Linked DNA regions of Zea mays: region 2 is linked to region 1. Evidence: chromatin contacts called from public Hi-C data. All regions are on one chromosome and are shown on one strand. Each heading gives the region's core, a stretch centred on a gene start, on an enhancer-like site or on the middle of the called end of the contact. The rest is flanking DNA. Distances are from core to core; before and after follow the strand shown. Region 1 holds the start of LOC100276311. Region 2 holds the start of LOC100280698 (lipoprotein).

What was found. A called contact is a pair of places that touch in the nucleus more often than the background predicts.
Region 2: a contact with region 1 is called in a Hi-C map of ear, with 4 times the contacts expected there. The contact joins the promoter of LOC100280698 here to the promoter of LOC100276311 in region 1. A contact is called at or near these places in 3 of 25 Hi-C or Micro-C datasets (ear, leaf and tassel).

What each region holds. Positions count from the first base shown.
Region 1 is chr3:168,386,136-168,393,499 of Zm-B73-REFERENCE-NAM-5.0, forward strand. LOC100276311 reads left to right here and starts at 2,830. Exons shown (of 3, transcript XM_008676455.4): 1 at 2,830-3,284; 2 at 4,451-4,506; 3 at 5,465-5,660. The coding sequence starts at 3,053. The coding sequence ends at 5,479.
Region 2 is chr3:168,702,600-168,709,963 of Zm-B73-REFERENCE-NAM-5.0, forward strand. LOC100280698 (lipoprotein) reads left to right here and starts at 4,572. Exons shown (of 1, transcript NM_001153617.2): 1 at 4,572-6,279. The coding sequence starts at 4,654. The coding sequence ends at 6,075. It overlaps LOC100284062, which reads right to left. Exons shown (of 15, transcript NM_001156960.1): 15 at 7,290-7,364.

The DNA.
Region 1 (7,364 bases), core at 1,580-4,079:
ACATATACTCAGTCTGGTGTTCCGGCAAAAGAGAACTACCATTGTTCTAATCAACAATGGGGGCCTGTAATAGATTAAGTGGAAAAATATATATACTATTGCAAAAGGTGTGGATAATGAGGTGTGATTAATAAACATACATTAGTTGTTGGAGTAGAATCAAAAAGTGGTAATAAGCTCATATTAACATCATCAACATCATCAGATTTGCCAGTTTGCTGTTTTGGAAAATACAAATAATATGCTTGTTAAAAGTTCCTTATGGGTTAATTTGAGAGCATGGAAATTGAAAGTAAAAAAAGTAAATAGAATCGTATACACATGAAACACGAACCGGAATAGTGCCTTGTGTATCTTGCACTGGAGTATGGGTGGTGTGCTCGTCCATATGATTGTCAACGAACGTAACCCCAGGCGTACCGTTAGGGACAGTGTTGGTTTGTGGAGCCGTTGGTGTGGGATGAACTGAAGATGTACCCTGCTCTGTGGTACCAAAATCAAGGTAGCATGTAACACATTGTCATAATTGAACAAAGATATATTGTAGTATGCCTGATTTGTGGAACACTGCATACATAATGGAACAAGATATGTGTGTCTGTGGGATAATTATTGATATGAAATGGGATGGCTACATTATAGGAGGTATCCGGAACATAAGTAATATGCGTGACTGACATAAGTATCATGTAGTTTGGTGGGATTAAAACCTATAAACTTTAGTGTGCAAGTTCAAAAAATATATATAATTATGATGTAATGGCATAGGTTAATGTAGTGTGACATGATCAATAAAAAGTTACCTTATACAGAGTCAGTAGAAGCAGCAGCATCCGAAGCTCTTTGGATGACCTCGTCAATCATTTCTTCAAAAGTCTGAGATAACTGTATCTGCTTGGCTACTAGATTGCGATGTGTAATTTCAAGAGTTGCACAATACTGGTCAACCTCTTTGTCGTGACAATCAAGGAGTGCCTCGAAACCTGAGCGATAAAAGGCAGGCATACAATGAATTTTGCTTGCGATCAAGTGCTTGATGCGAGGGGCACATATATTGAAAATGTCATTTACTGGTCGTTCTGGCGCAGCAACGTAGCATGTCTCGCTCGTACTACAGAACAGATGGCAAATAAGATAAAAAAATATTAGTATCTGTAAACATGTTATCTATACAAGTAGTTACTCATGTTAAGAAAAAAAACGGTCTTACCTCACAGTGGCCAAAAGGTTCCCCGGATTGACGGGGCCTCCTCTTATCAGCTCTGATCAAATCTATGATTGTTTCTTTATCAAAAAACTTAATACGAGGTGTTCGTACTTGTTTTCTGGGGATGAAGGGCTCATCAGGTGATACAGGTAGTATATCTGAGAAAATAAAGATATAAAATGTATATAGTACTCCTCTTATGCCATTGGCTGGCAGTGTCACATAGGTCAGTATATAGCAACTGGCACCGGTCAATGTCAGCCATGTGGTCCATGTTTTTAGTCATTAACACTTCATTGTTTGTAATGAGAACAATGGGCGGTTGAATAGTATAAGAAAGAAACAGCGAATGGACAACTGATCATCATTTCCTTCAACAAGTTTGTCCTACAGCTTCACTACATCGAACTCATCTTTTGATATTTTCAAATCTCGTCTGAGCTTTGATGTTGCATCAACTTCCCCGTACCAATCAGTGAAATCTCTACCACCGCTGGCGCTAGGCAAACCCAATATCAACCTGACGGTATCTTTTGTTATTTTCAGCTCTTTTCCAGGACTAGGGCGAATAGTCATGTCTAGGGGTGGAAACGAGCCGAGCCGATGTAGTACCCAAAATTCTATTTTAGAAATTCATAAAATTATCCAAGGGTTTTTGAAACAAAATATCTTTAATAAGAATTTTCTTACTGTTCAAGTAACATCTCCTAAATTTAATTTGTTGGCTAACAAAGATTAAATAAAAGGATCCCTATATGAATTTAGTTATTACTTTGTTGAACTATATATTTATAAGTACTCTTAATTAAAACATATCTTGATAAAGGTTATACACTTCTTCTAAAAAAATACTTATTTTTGCGTGAATCATGCATTGGGATTATTAAATAAAATACTAAATAAAATGTTTAATTTTGAGAGCATATTGGAGTTTTGGTTGTTGCATTCGATTTTGTGAATACAGAAAAAAATTAATTTGAATCAAATTTGAAACTTTGGACGTGCAAAGGAAAATAGAAATAAAAAAAAAACTTGCTATATATTTGACCAATCTCTTAATAAATATTTTACACTAGAGGTTATTCCCCTAAAAATGGCAAATAAGTGATGTACATTTATTTTGAGATAACTTTTAATTTGTCTGCACATTCAAAAATAATACTACCCTAAAATAAAAAAAATATATGTGAATTATTCTCTTATGAAATTATGTATATAGAAGCATTTATCTAGGTGAATAATTAGTCAATCAATAAATAAAATTTGCATGGCATTCTGGATTTTTTTTGATCGAGCATTTGAATTAAGCTTGAAATTTGAACTTTATCTAAATCCGATTTCAATTTCGATTGTGAAAAATGGAGACGCAAAAAAAAAAACAGAACACTAACTGCTTTGGGATTAAAAGCACCAGCCGATCAACTAGGATTAGGCCACAAGTCCTTTGTTTATTATTTCTCTGGTCACTTGCCTCAGCACGACATGAGCATGGCATCATGCATTACATCCCTCACGCCGCACAAGTGACGCTCGCGCATGGGGGCTGGGGCCATGCAGGCAGTCGGCTTCTTCCTGAAGCTGTTACAACCACCCGCATGCACTGGATCTCAGCTAGACCTTTTCTCCGCAGACTCCCAGCCTCTATCTCCATAGCCACACGTCGAGCGCCAAAGTCTGTTTCTTCCGTTCGCCTGGAGCTAAATACAGCTGAGCAGCCCCACGTCTCGTCCATAAAAAAAGGAAGCCACAGCTCTGCATGGTAGAAGCCACGTACCGCAAAACCCAGCCCAGAAACAACCACGTGAGCGAGAGAGAAACCACAGGTGGAGGCTTCCATCCTCACCCATGGGCCATGCTGCCGCTCGGTGTCAAACGGGGCTGGGTGATTCGCCGGAGGCCACTGAAGCTGTTCTTGGCAGAGGATGGCGGCCGGGAACGCTCCTATGCGATAGCAACCGTGCCCCGCGACAACTGCATGCGCGCGGCCGCACCAGCACAATGGATGTCACAAAGGACCAGTCGGATGCGGGACCTCTCCGCGGCCGGGACTCTCGTGATTGCGCGGGCTCTGAAACTGGTAAGAACTCTTGATTGCTTACCTGTTTCCTTCACGTAGATTAGTTGTATTCGGTTAGGCTTTGGGAGCACCTGAAGCGCCGTGGTAATGGCGGCTACTTGAGCGGTCTCCCTCGCCAGCGTATTCGACGGACAGGGGTTAAAGATGAACCGATGGCCATTGATTGGTATTCAATGGTCGTGATCACGTCGCGCGTAACCCTTCGAGCGGGGAAATCTGAACCGTGGATCTGGCAAGTTGCGACTCAGATTAAAACCTGGCATACCGGTTTGGATGTGGTTCGATCTAATCTGGTCCCTTGAAAACAGATCAAGCGGCTCAGGTCGCGCAATACCCCTTCGGCCTCGACAATTATATTAAAGAACCCATCTGTTATTTTAGATTCAACTCGCAATCCATAGGACTGTTCACTGAGTCTTAAGAAATTTACGTGTTAGCCTCTGTTATTCTCTGAATTCATGCGCACAGTCCAGACAGCGAATAAAATCAGAGAAATTCATTTTAAATTCATTTTTAATACAAAAATAATGGTAGAAACTTGTATAAATCATAGAAAATTCATATTAAATCCTTTTTAGTCCATTCCACTTCCTATAATTTTATATTAATATTGTCTATTACTTGGTAGCACTGTTTTAGCATGAAACCCATACCAGACATGATTACTCAAATAATTTTGTAGCAAGCACATACGAACTTTGGGAATTCATAACTTAAAATCTATGATTCCGATTTGATCCGTTCAAGTTGCGTTAGTCTCGTATAAATGTTTTCTATACAATAAAAACATTTCTTATACCATGTCTCATTATTTTATCACTAGATCTTTATTTAACTTATGTTGGTTAGTCTTGTTAATCTCTTTATCATTATAACCTACTAGAATAAGATCTATGGTCAATTTATAACTTAGATTAAAGTTGAGATAATTATTTATAGAATAACCTCTCATATGATTTATATTAACCAAATTATAATATAGTTTAATATTTTAATCACATAAATTCTCTATAAAATCATAACTCCTTAATCGTAACTCCAATTTTAGTGGTTCTCGTTCCCACGATCTTGTAGCGACGTGTAGATTATTATTATTCAGTTTGTACTTATGTTTGGTGTGATGTTAATTTTGTCTATATCATGTTTGTTTGTATTGCTACGACTAGCGTGTGGTCACGAGGATCTGAAGAATCACCCTGGTAACTGGAATCTCAAGTGCCAGGCAAGTTGTGCCCTTGATTCACTTTTGTTACCCAATAATGTTCTTTGTAATCATTTACCATGCATAGGTCTAATTTTGATGGGACCCAATAGGTCACCCTAGATTGTTTATCTCATTACCTTGTTTACCCCTGAATCACATGGGTAGTTTTTGCTATTGCTTTACATGATTTTGGGATAATTATTTATTATATCCATGTTCCAGTTATTATGTTATTTTATTTATGTTCATGTCAAGATCATTATATTATTGTTAATTGGAACATGGAGCTTAACTTGAGAAACACGTGCCGCCACAAGGGTTTAATGGGACGCCCTTGGCTGACTAATTAGGAAAGCTAGTGGAAGACTACCTTACCCGAAAGGGGCAAGGGCAGTAGGGAAGTTGCATGCAAGGAGGTTCTCGGGTTGATTTGCTGCGATGGCGGTCGGACGGGAGATTCTTGCAAGTGCTCTTCCCATAAACTGTAGCGGGTTTTCGGAAGCTAGTGGAACTTTGCAAAGGCCTCGTAGTGGATCCCTAGCCATTCACCTTGGTAGTGTCTAAGGGCCTAGCTAACCCTGGCGACATGGGAAACATGACTTGTGGGTAAAGGGTACAACCTCTGCAGAGTGAAAAACTGGTATACTAGCCGAGCTCACGGTCATGAGCGGCTCAGGACTCTCCGATGATTAAATTATGGAATCTAAACTCAATTTGTCATTTGCATATGCATGGGATTATTTATTAATTTTGTTCTATTACTTTATTTAAGGTTTGGTATTTACTTACACTTAGTAACTGCTAATAAAATTTTGACCAACTTATAAAAGCAATGCTCAGCTTTAACCTCTATTGTTGATCAGCCTTACACTTCATAAACTCCCACCTTTTGTGAGTTCATGTCACATTATTCCCCACAACTTGTTGAGCGATGAACATGTGTGAGCTCACCCTTGCTGTCTCACACCCCCCACAGGAGAAGAACAGGTGATTCAGGAGGAGCCACGTATCGAGGAGTATGATCTGATCTAGGTGGCGTTTCTCAGTTGACATTGGCGCCGACGATCCTTAGTTCATTTTATATTTATTCTTTTATTTTGTAATAAGTCTTCCGCTATGTATTAAATACTCTGATTATTGTGACATTTATCTCTATGCACTCTGTTATTGCATATGTTGTCTTCTTGGCGCATGTATGAGATGCACCTGGCTTTGTCCCTTAAAGCCGGGTGTGACAGCCGAGCTCGGCTTGACTCGCTCATCTGGCGAGCTCGAAAAAGCGGCTCGACTCGCTCCGGGCTCGCGAGCCGGCTCGCCGAGCCAACGAGTCCAGCCATAAATATAAATCTACTCTCTAAATTATAATATAAAATCTTAAAAATATTTTAAATTAGTAAAATAAATATATCACTAATATAATATAGAAAATAGATTATTTTTGTATAGTAATCTCAAATAACATAAATTATTGTCTATTTTGTACTAATATTATATGGTAATTAAGATTTTATGTAACAAATTGTTGTTGGGTCGAGCCACGAGCCAGCTCGCGAGCTGCACCGAGCCGAGCCGAGCTGGCTCGCTCTTTTCACGAGCCACACAAACAGACTCGGCTCGGGCTCGTTCTGAGCGTCGAGCCGGTCCGAGCCGAGCCGAGCTGCTGCGAGCCCGAGCCAGCTCGTCGAGCTCGAGCTTTTTTTCCAGCCCTAGTCATGTCCACTGGGTCTAGTTTGTCCATCAGCCACCTGATGTGTGACCTGCTCTCCAGTGCATCAGTACAGATATGTAGTATGCTTTAAACCCCTTCCTAGCAACAGTGTCCCGCTGTCGGTCACTCATTATCCATGTGGAGACAATAACATCATATGGAATGCAACAGATATTCAATTTCAGTTGAAAAAAACTGAATTACTGAAATAGTAATAGTTGTTGGTAAGAATTGAATGTTATAGGTATTCTTAATATTACATTGCGAATATATATATATACACTAATCTATTAAGAACCTAATATGGGCACTTGGTGATACCACGACTTCACCCTCTGCGCTACCACACTGTGCAAAAAATAGTGCAAAGCGAGCACTCAAAACCACACCCCCTTGCTCCAAACATTTGAGGGTAACCACCAGACCACACATACCTTAGTGTTTATAAATAAACAATAATTATATTTAAATAAATATCTCAGTACCTATTTATCCATACCACTCTATTAAGAACCTAATGTGGACACTTGGTGCTACCACAACTTCACCCTTCACGCTGACACTCTGGGCCCAACCCACGTGCCCCGACTGATTCTCTCGTCCCTCTCTCAGCTACTACCCTATGGACACGCTGACACTCTAGTCCCGCCCCACACTCTCTGGCTGGTTCTATCGCCCCTCTCTCAGCTACTGCCCTGTCGATCCCAGCGCCTGCTCAGCACCGACCCTACCCACGCAGCTACCACACCGCGCAATCTGGGACAGAGCGAGCTTTTAAACCCACACCCCTAGCTCCGGAAATTCGGGGCTAACCACCAGACCACATATACCTTAGTGTTTAGAAATAAACAATAATTATATTTGAATAAATATCTTAATACCTATTTATATAATATATAAAAATTGTATCAAAGCACGAGCTGATGGAAGTCTAGGGCTTCCATTAGTACTATGAAGCCCCAGCCAAGCAAACCCGCACGTGTTTTGTGGGTTGAGCTGGTGTACGCGCGATAAACCTGTTTCTGGTTCAGGCAGATCAGAGCGTAAAACATAAACTAAAACAACATAAACAATTTCAAGTTTTAGCGTAAATCCTGGATCTATTTCGTAATAGAGAGTGACGCCGAGAAAATCGCAGACGATGTAGCGGGTAGATTCATGCATGTTG
Region 2 (7,364 bases), core at 3,322-5,821, 320 kb after region 1:
GGCCAAAAATTGAATTTCGGACCCTAATGTGAATTTCTGGCCAAAAAATGAATTTTGGAGTTTTATAATTTCGGGACACCCGAAATGAGTCCGGCGCGTTTAAGCAACTACGTGCCGGGTCGTGGGCCGGCTCGAAATTCAAATAATATGGGCCTTTTCGAGCTTGGGCCGGGCCAGGCCGGACTGCCCGAATATACACCTATAGAAAGAAGCTAGTGGTCGCAACAGCTCGTATGATGAGCTGTAGATATTTCTCTATATTTGTTTTTAGTCAGATTAGGATTTAGTTGGTTATAGGGATGTTTTGGTTAGGAGTTAGGGGCTAGAAGATTAGGCAGGAGAATATTTAGAAGATTTGGTTTAGAGTTTGTTGAGAGTCCAATTAAGATATGCTTTGGAAGTTATATATATGTGTGTGACTATGTAATAAGGGAAACTCAAGCAATAGATAAATCTTTCCTCCCCTTGCCTCTAGCCATCGCTCATACCTCGCACAACTACGATCTACGCCATCCCCACGGTACGACAGCATCCGTCTCTGACAGCGGGAGGAGTTGGTTGACAGGAGCGGGGCGTGTGATGCCACAACAGTGAACAACGCTACTGTTCGCTACAGTGGACAGTAAACGGTACGGGCCAATACCAACTACTTGAGACTATCCGCAGGGGTTTTCTCTAAATTTTTTCTTCTATATCACTTTTTTATGTCACATCATCAATATTTTATCCCCTACTTTTTTGTCTTCTGCAGCGGTTTCCCCCTAAATACTTCCCCTATACCCATTACAATCACTATCAATTTTTGATCTACTAATAATTCATCGTGGGCCCACAACACAGTGCCAAACAGTGTAAGGGCACATGAACAGTGTACCGCAAGGAGTGGAGGGAGAGAGAAGCGCTTCGCTTGCTAGGGGGCTCCGTAGAGGCAACTGTTGCGCGAGTGAGGGGTCTTCTCTAGCCGGCATGCAAGGGGAGAGGGAGCTAGAGCGTCGACCCATGCAGACAGTCTGACACTCCGAGCAAACAGACGACTTCCTCGCCCATGCTGGGCCCGCCGCCCAACCACCAGTAGGCGGTGATGCGTGGAAGCGTCCTCTTGGCGCTCGACCCTGAGACTATCCGCAACGGTTCTCCCTAAATTTCTTCCTCTATATCACTTTTTTGTGTCACATCATTAACATTTCATCCCCTAAATTTTCATCCCCCAGCAGTTTCCTCTAAATTATCCCCTATACCCCACTACAACTATATAATATCATTTTCCTATATCTATTTCTAATTCATCATCATTTTTTCGCAGCTAACAAACAACCGTATGCATGGAATTCGGTCCTCAATAGTGTCTAGGGGACACGCATGGGATACGCCATATGCAACATGAGAGAGAAAGAAGCTGCTACCTAGGGGGCTACGGAGGGGGCAGCGCTGCGGTGACAAGAGGAGCATTGTCGCCTCTACAACGACTACAGTGTTAACGGAGGGGGACTCAAGCGGTATGCATTGTAGATAGCCTGAGGGAGCTACCGGTCAAAGCTTGAACTCTGTTTACGGAGTAGCAGCACGAGCAACTCACACCAGATGTAGGGCACGTTGCCTAAACTAGTATACGAACGAACCACGAAATTTACTAGTCGGTAATTGTAACACCCAAAATCTTATTTTTGAATCTAGAAAAAGTTCTCTAAAGATTTTGAATTAAAATACCTTTTAATTGTAACTTTCTTATTCTTGAAGTTACATCTCCATAAACAAATATGGTTTCTAATGAAGATTTAAGAGCATCTCCAATAGACTAGCTAAATAGCTTGTCAAGCTAAATTTTAGCTACTTAATAGCATAATAGCTCTCCAGCAGACTAGTCATTTAACTTGCTAAGCTATCTGTCTCTCTAAATTAACTCTCTCACTAGCCAAATTTGGCTAGCAACTCTCCCTAGCCAAGCTAACTTGCATGTTGGAGAGTCTGTTGGAATGAGATGTTATATATAGAGTTTAATATTTATGGAGATACAAATAAAGAGTCAAATAAAGATTCAAAAATAAAGAGTCTCTTGGAGATGCTCTAATAGAAGTATACCTATATGATTTTAGTTACTCCTTTGTTGAAAATATATGTTTATAAGTTTTCTCTAAAAGATTTGTACACTATAAATTATTTTTCCTAATTTATAGTCCGAATTTAGCCCAGTGTATGGTGTGCCAACAGATACGTTCGGTGCTCTCCGTATTTCCAAGTCCGAATCTAGCCTCTCTGCAAGACGTATCCGGTGCGCCACCAGATACGTCTAGGGTTCTCTAGTGTGTTCTGAGTTGTTTCTACGATTTTTTGCTTTGTTTGGGCTTGATTTGCCTTGTGTCTTGGACCTTGGTATGACCTAGCTAGACAAATCTTCAATAAATCTCTTTTTAAGTCCTTTGTTTGACAACTTTATCCAAGTTGATCTTCGGAATTTGCTTTGCACATATTGTCTAAGTATATGCTTTATCTTTTAGCCTCTATAATCAATCACTTAGCAAAGTTGTGCTAGTCATTATATACCAAAATTAATATTAAAATGGTCCAAGGTCCGTTTTACTTTTGGTCCGTTCGAGACGGTCAAGGTTCTGCGCCTGGTCGTGACCACGGTCTAAGGGTACCATCTTAAAAAATCTTTTTTTTTCTTCGTGAGGAAGAAGGCATGAGAGAGTAACATGTGAGGTCGTCTATCTATCTAAAGGTAAAAGAGGCAGTTTCAGAGTGGCTGTGTTGTCAAACGGTTTTCTAGTAAACCATGGGCCTGTTTGGTTCGGCTTTTTTCTGAAGAGCTTTTCTGAAAAGCTGGTTGTAGCGAAAAGTTGGCTGTGGGAAAAACTGGTGATTAGAATCTGGGTGTTTGGTTCGGCTGCTGTGGAGAGAAGCTGGTGGGTAGAATCTGGGTGTTTGGATACGCAGATTATGAGATTGTAGATTCTGATTAAAAAAAGAAAACAGATAAATACAAACAACCAACTAGTGCATTAATTCCGTTGGGGCCTGTTGTATGCATTGACAGCATTAGAAATACATGTTGGCATTCTCTTAGTGCTATGAGTTGGTATTCTGTATTAATTTTTATACCAACTGTATTTGACATCAATTCCGCTCGAATTAGTTTATTTTTTAAATATCATGTAAGTTTGTGTTTGTTTTTTTATCCGGTTAGAATCTAGGTATTTGGATACGCAGATTATGAGATTGTAGATTCTTAGTGAAAAAAGAAAATAGGCAAAGACACAATAATTAAAACCTGATTAAAATTATACATGATTTGTCTATTACAATATAACTATTGACCGGTTCAGATAACAAACCATGACACTAAGCATTAGCTTTTTTTCGGCATGGATGTAAATGGCCCGTATATCTATCTAATATAATGCTCGTAATTAACATCACGGCTAAAGTGTTGATGATTACTGATCGTCCTAGTACAGTTAGTGCGTATTTACCAGTAATATAATCGATGTGGGTTGAGATAAAGAGAGAGTCAGACGTACGTACGAAGCAGATGAGACCAGGATTCACGAGACTTCACACGGACGTGGTGCTGAGCTGCTTCTCCGCAGTCGTTGAAAACCTGCTTCTCAGAAAATCGGCGGTGGCTAGAATCACCTCAGAATCTAGACGTTTGGACACCAAAACCCGCTTATGGCGGCCAGAATCGGCTGAAAAGTCGAACCAAACACGGGCCATGATGGATCTCAGCTGGAGTCCACTTCATGGTAAATTCTAAATTCAAAAAAAAATATTAGAGAAACCGAGCATAAACATAATGTAGACGGCAGGCATCAAAGCAAGTGTATGCATGGCTCTGGCCTACACCCACGTACTACGGCGGCGGCGGCAGCAGCATCGGAGTTGAGAGTACCGTCGCACGTGACGTGAGACGTTCAATGGTCCATCCATGATATGGATGGAATCATTTGACGCTACTACTACGAGGCGGGAGGGGAGATGATAAGCATCCCTGCTACTGCTACTGCTACGCAAGCAGGCCATCAAGTTTGGCACGCGCGAATATGTTCTTCGTTAGCTTTATATATAGAAGAATAAGAAATATATACTATGATCTTATGGTCGCTATGTTTGTGCGATGCGTTGTCGATCGCTCCCTCCGACTGTATTATTAACGTGTGTGTGTGTGTGTGTATTCAGATAGATAGATGCCTTGGTCAAGAGCATCTGCAGTGCCTCAATGACCATTAGCTGTATACGTACTATGGAGCAATAATAGAGCGCCACCTGATTTCTAATTATTTGGACCATAATTAAGCACTCGACATTGATTTCTTAGGCTCAAGGGAAATCGAAATGTTCGATCCAACCATTATTCCAAGATGCCCAGATAGATTAGATAGAAAGCGAGTCAAGTAACGGATGGAGCACATATCCATCCATTTGCTTGCCGCCCCTGCTCCACCACCATCACCGTACCATATTATCCTATCCTATCGAGCAAGAGCACAGATGCCCTCAGCCTGCTCTCCCCTCGCGTTCTCGCCACGGCCTACGGCGCTATATATAAAGCAGACCAAATGACCAATCATCCATACCAACACAAAGCCAAGGCGCGGCGCAGCCAGAGTAAGCAGAGAGTTGCACTACCGTGCTTCTTCAGTTCTTCTTCCTAGTATGCACTCGCTTGTGAGGCGTGGCAATGGCTACGGCTACGGCTATGGTGGTTACGGCAGCAGCAATCCCCATATGAACTACCACCGCCAAAACACCGAGTCCGTGACCACCGTCGTCACGGAGATGAACCGAATGGCCGTCGACGACAAGCCCTGCTACGGCGGCGGCGTGCAGAAGCAGGCCTGCAAGGTGGAGGCGTTCCAGGAGCACGACGAAGCGTACAAGGGCGCCGTGGCCGTGCAGCAGAAGCACTCCTCCTTCAAGGAGGACAAGGAGGAGGTGCGCGGTGCTGCTGCCGCCGTCAGAAGCTGGCACGACGAGTTATACAAGGAGGAGGAGGAGGAGAAGCGCGTCGTCGACACGGAGTACGGTGCCCGCTACGGGGGTGTGGCCGCCGTGAAGAAGCCGGGCTACAACTACAAGCAGCACGAGGCATACGGGGAGACCGAAGGTGCAGGGTACGGCTACGGCGCCGGCGGCGTGAAGAAGCAAGCAGGCTACAGCTACGCGCAGGAGGCGTGCGGAGAGAGCTACGGCGGCGCTCACCACGGTGGTGCCGGTGCCGTCGCGCAGACGTACGCCTACGACCAGCAGCAGGCCTACAAGCACAAGAACGCGGCAGGGGCGGGGGCGGGGTACGGTGCTCCCTACGGTGGTGGCGCCGTGCAGCAGCACGACGGACACAAAGATGTGTACCGGCACGGCGCCGCCGCCGGTGGCAAAGTAAAGAAGAACGGCTACCAGTACCAAGAGGCGTACGGCGGAACTGACGCAGGAGGGTACGGTGCGCACTACGGCGGCGGTGGTGGCGCCGTGCAGCAGTACGGGTACGGCGGCGCCACTACCGATGGCAAAGTGAAGAAGGGCGGCCACCAGTACTACGGCGGAAGTGGTGCAGGAGGGTACGACTCTCACTACGGCGGCGGCGGCGGTGGCGCCGTGCAGCAGTACGGCGGCTACCATAAAGATGCGTACGGGTACGGCGGCGGCGCCACCGCCGGTGGAAAAGCGAAGAAGAGCGGCTACCAGTACGAGGAGGCGTACGCTGGAACTGGCGCGGGAGGATACGGCGCTCACTATGGTGGTGGCGCCGCCGTCGCTCAGAAGCAAGGCTACAGGCAGGGCATATACGAGAGCGAGAGCGAGAGCGAAAGCGAGAGCGAGAGCGACGAGAGCGACTGCGAGGAGGCGTTCCTGCCGCACGGCGGCCGGACGCCGCAGGGCGGCGTGCAGCACAGCTACGGCTACGGGGGCGGGGCGTACAAGCACGGGGCTGGCAACCTCGGCGGCTTGCGCCGCTACCAGTCGTACGAGAGCCGCGAGGATCTCGGCGGCGGACGCCGCTACGAGACCTACCAGAGCACCGTCCAGTACACCGGCTCCCCGACCAAGAACCGCCACGTCCTACGCTACGGCGCGTAGGCATATATACGCTCTGATCCAGTTGCATTGCAGCACGTGCACCTACGTATATTCCTATGCCGCGTCGTGTGACTCGTGTCGTATAGGCAGGCGGCACCGCTACTTGGTGGGCCTTGTGTTTGCTGGTGCAGATCGAAAAATCTGACAATAAGATGTACTTAATGCCACCTTGATATAATAATGTATGAAGACGAAACTTTGAAAACTGTTTTACGCATGTTGGTTGTCTGGGGTCAGTACTCAGTACTGCAGAGTGCAGTGAGTGCTCAAAGCAAGGCATAATGCAACGTTTGCCGGTACGTTAGGTTTAATGATATATTAGTCAATGTAGATTTGCATAAACCCATAGATATAAGGTTGTTTAGTTTTATCATAATCTACCTAACCTTAGTCGCTCGAATTGAAGAACTAAACTTAGGTAGAAAAGTTAGATACGATGTGACGTTTTAGACAGCAAACCAAACAGCTCCAAAATAACATTACCCCTACTGGAAACGTAAGACACCTGCTACAACACAAAGATCTAAACAATCAAACATAATTTACTGTACATGACACCAAAACGCTGCGTAAAGACATCTTTGAAACGTAGGATTCTAGAAGCATAAGAATAAAAAAATGTAGAAATAAGATATGATAACATCTTGAAGACTAAGAAATGTTGTAACGGCATGTGGATGGGCGACATGAAAAACGTATGGATTCGATGGGAGAGTGACATAAGTGGAACTTACGATTCGACGAGAGAGTAACACAAAGGGAACTTTTCTTGAGATCCAGCCTCTTGATAAAATCCCTCCCAAGTTCAATCCATTCCGTTTGAATTTCATAGGATTTATACAAACCAATCATTTGTTCCAAAAGCGTTCATAGAAAATAATCCTATGGGGTTTGAACCTCTAGAATCACTTCACTTTGTTCCAACGAGTACTTCATCCTGACTTGGGTTATACAGGTGATGGGTAATGCAAGCAACTAATCACACCACACCATATGTGGATAACTGTTTGCATCTGGCTATGCAGCAAGATGTTTCAGGGCTGTCATTCTGATAACTGGCTAGAGCATGAAAATGAGGCACTGAAGGCACAAGGGCTGTCCCAAAGCAACCATTTGCTTGTTATTAAAACAATGAAACGAAATGACCATATCGATATTGCATTTGGGCAATATATCAAAAAAAAAAGAGCCACCGGATTCATGCTAAATCGGTTACTTACACAAGAGCTACTCTCGTCGCTACGGTTGAAAACAAGTAAAGAAGATTAAGAAGAGTAAAAACGTACATC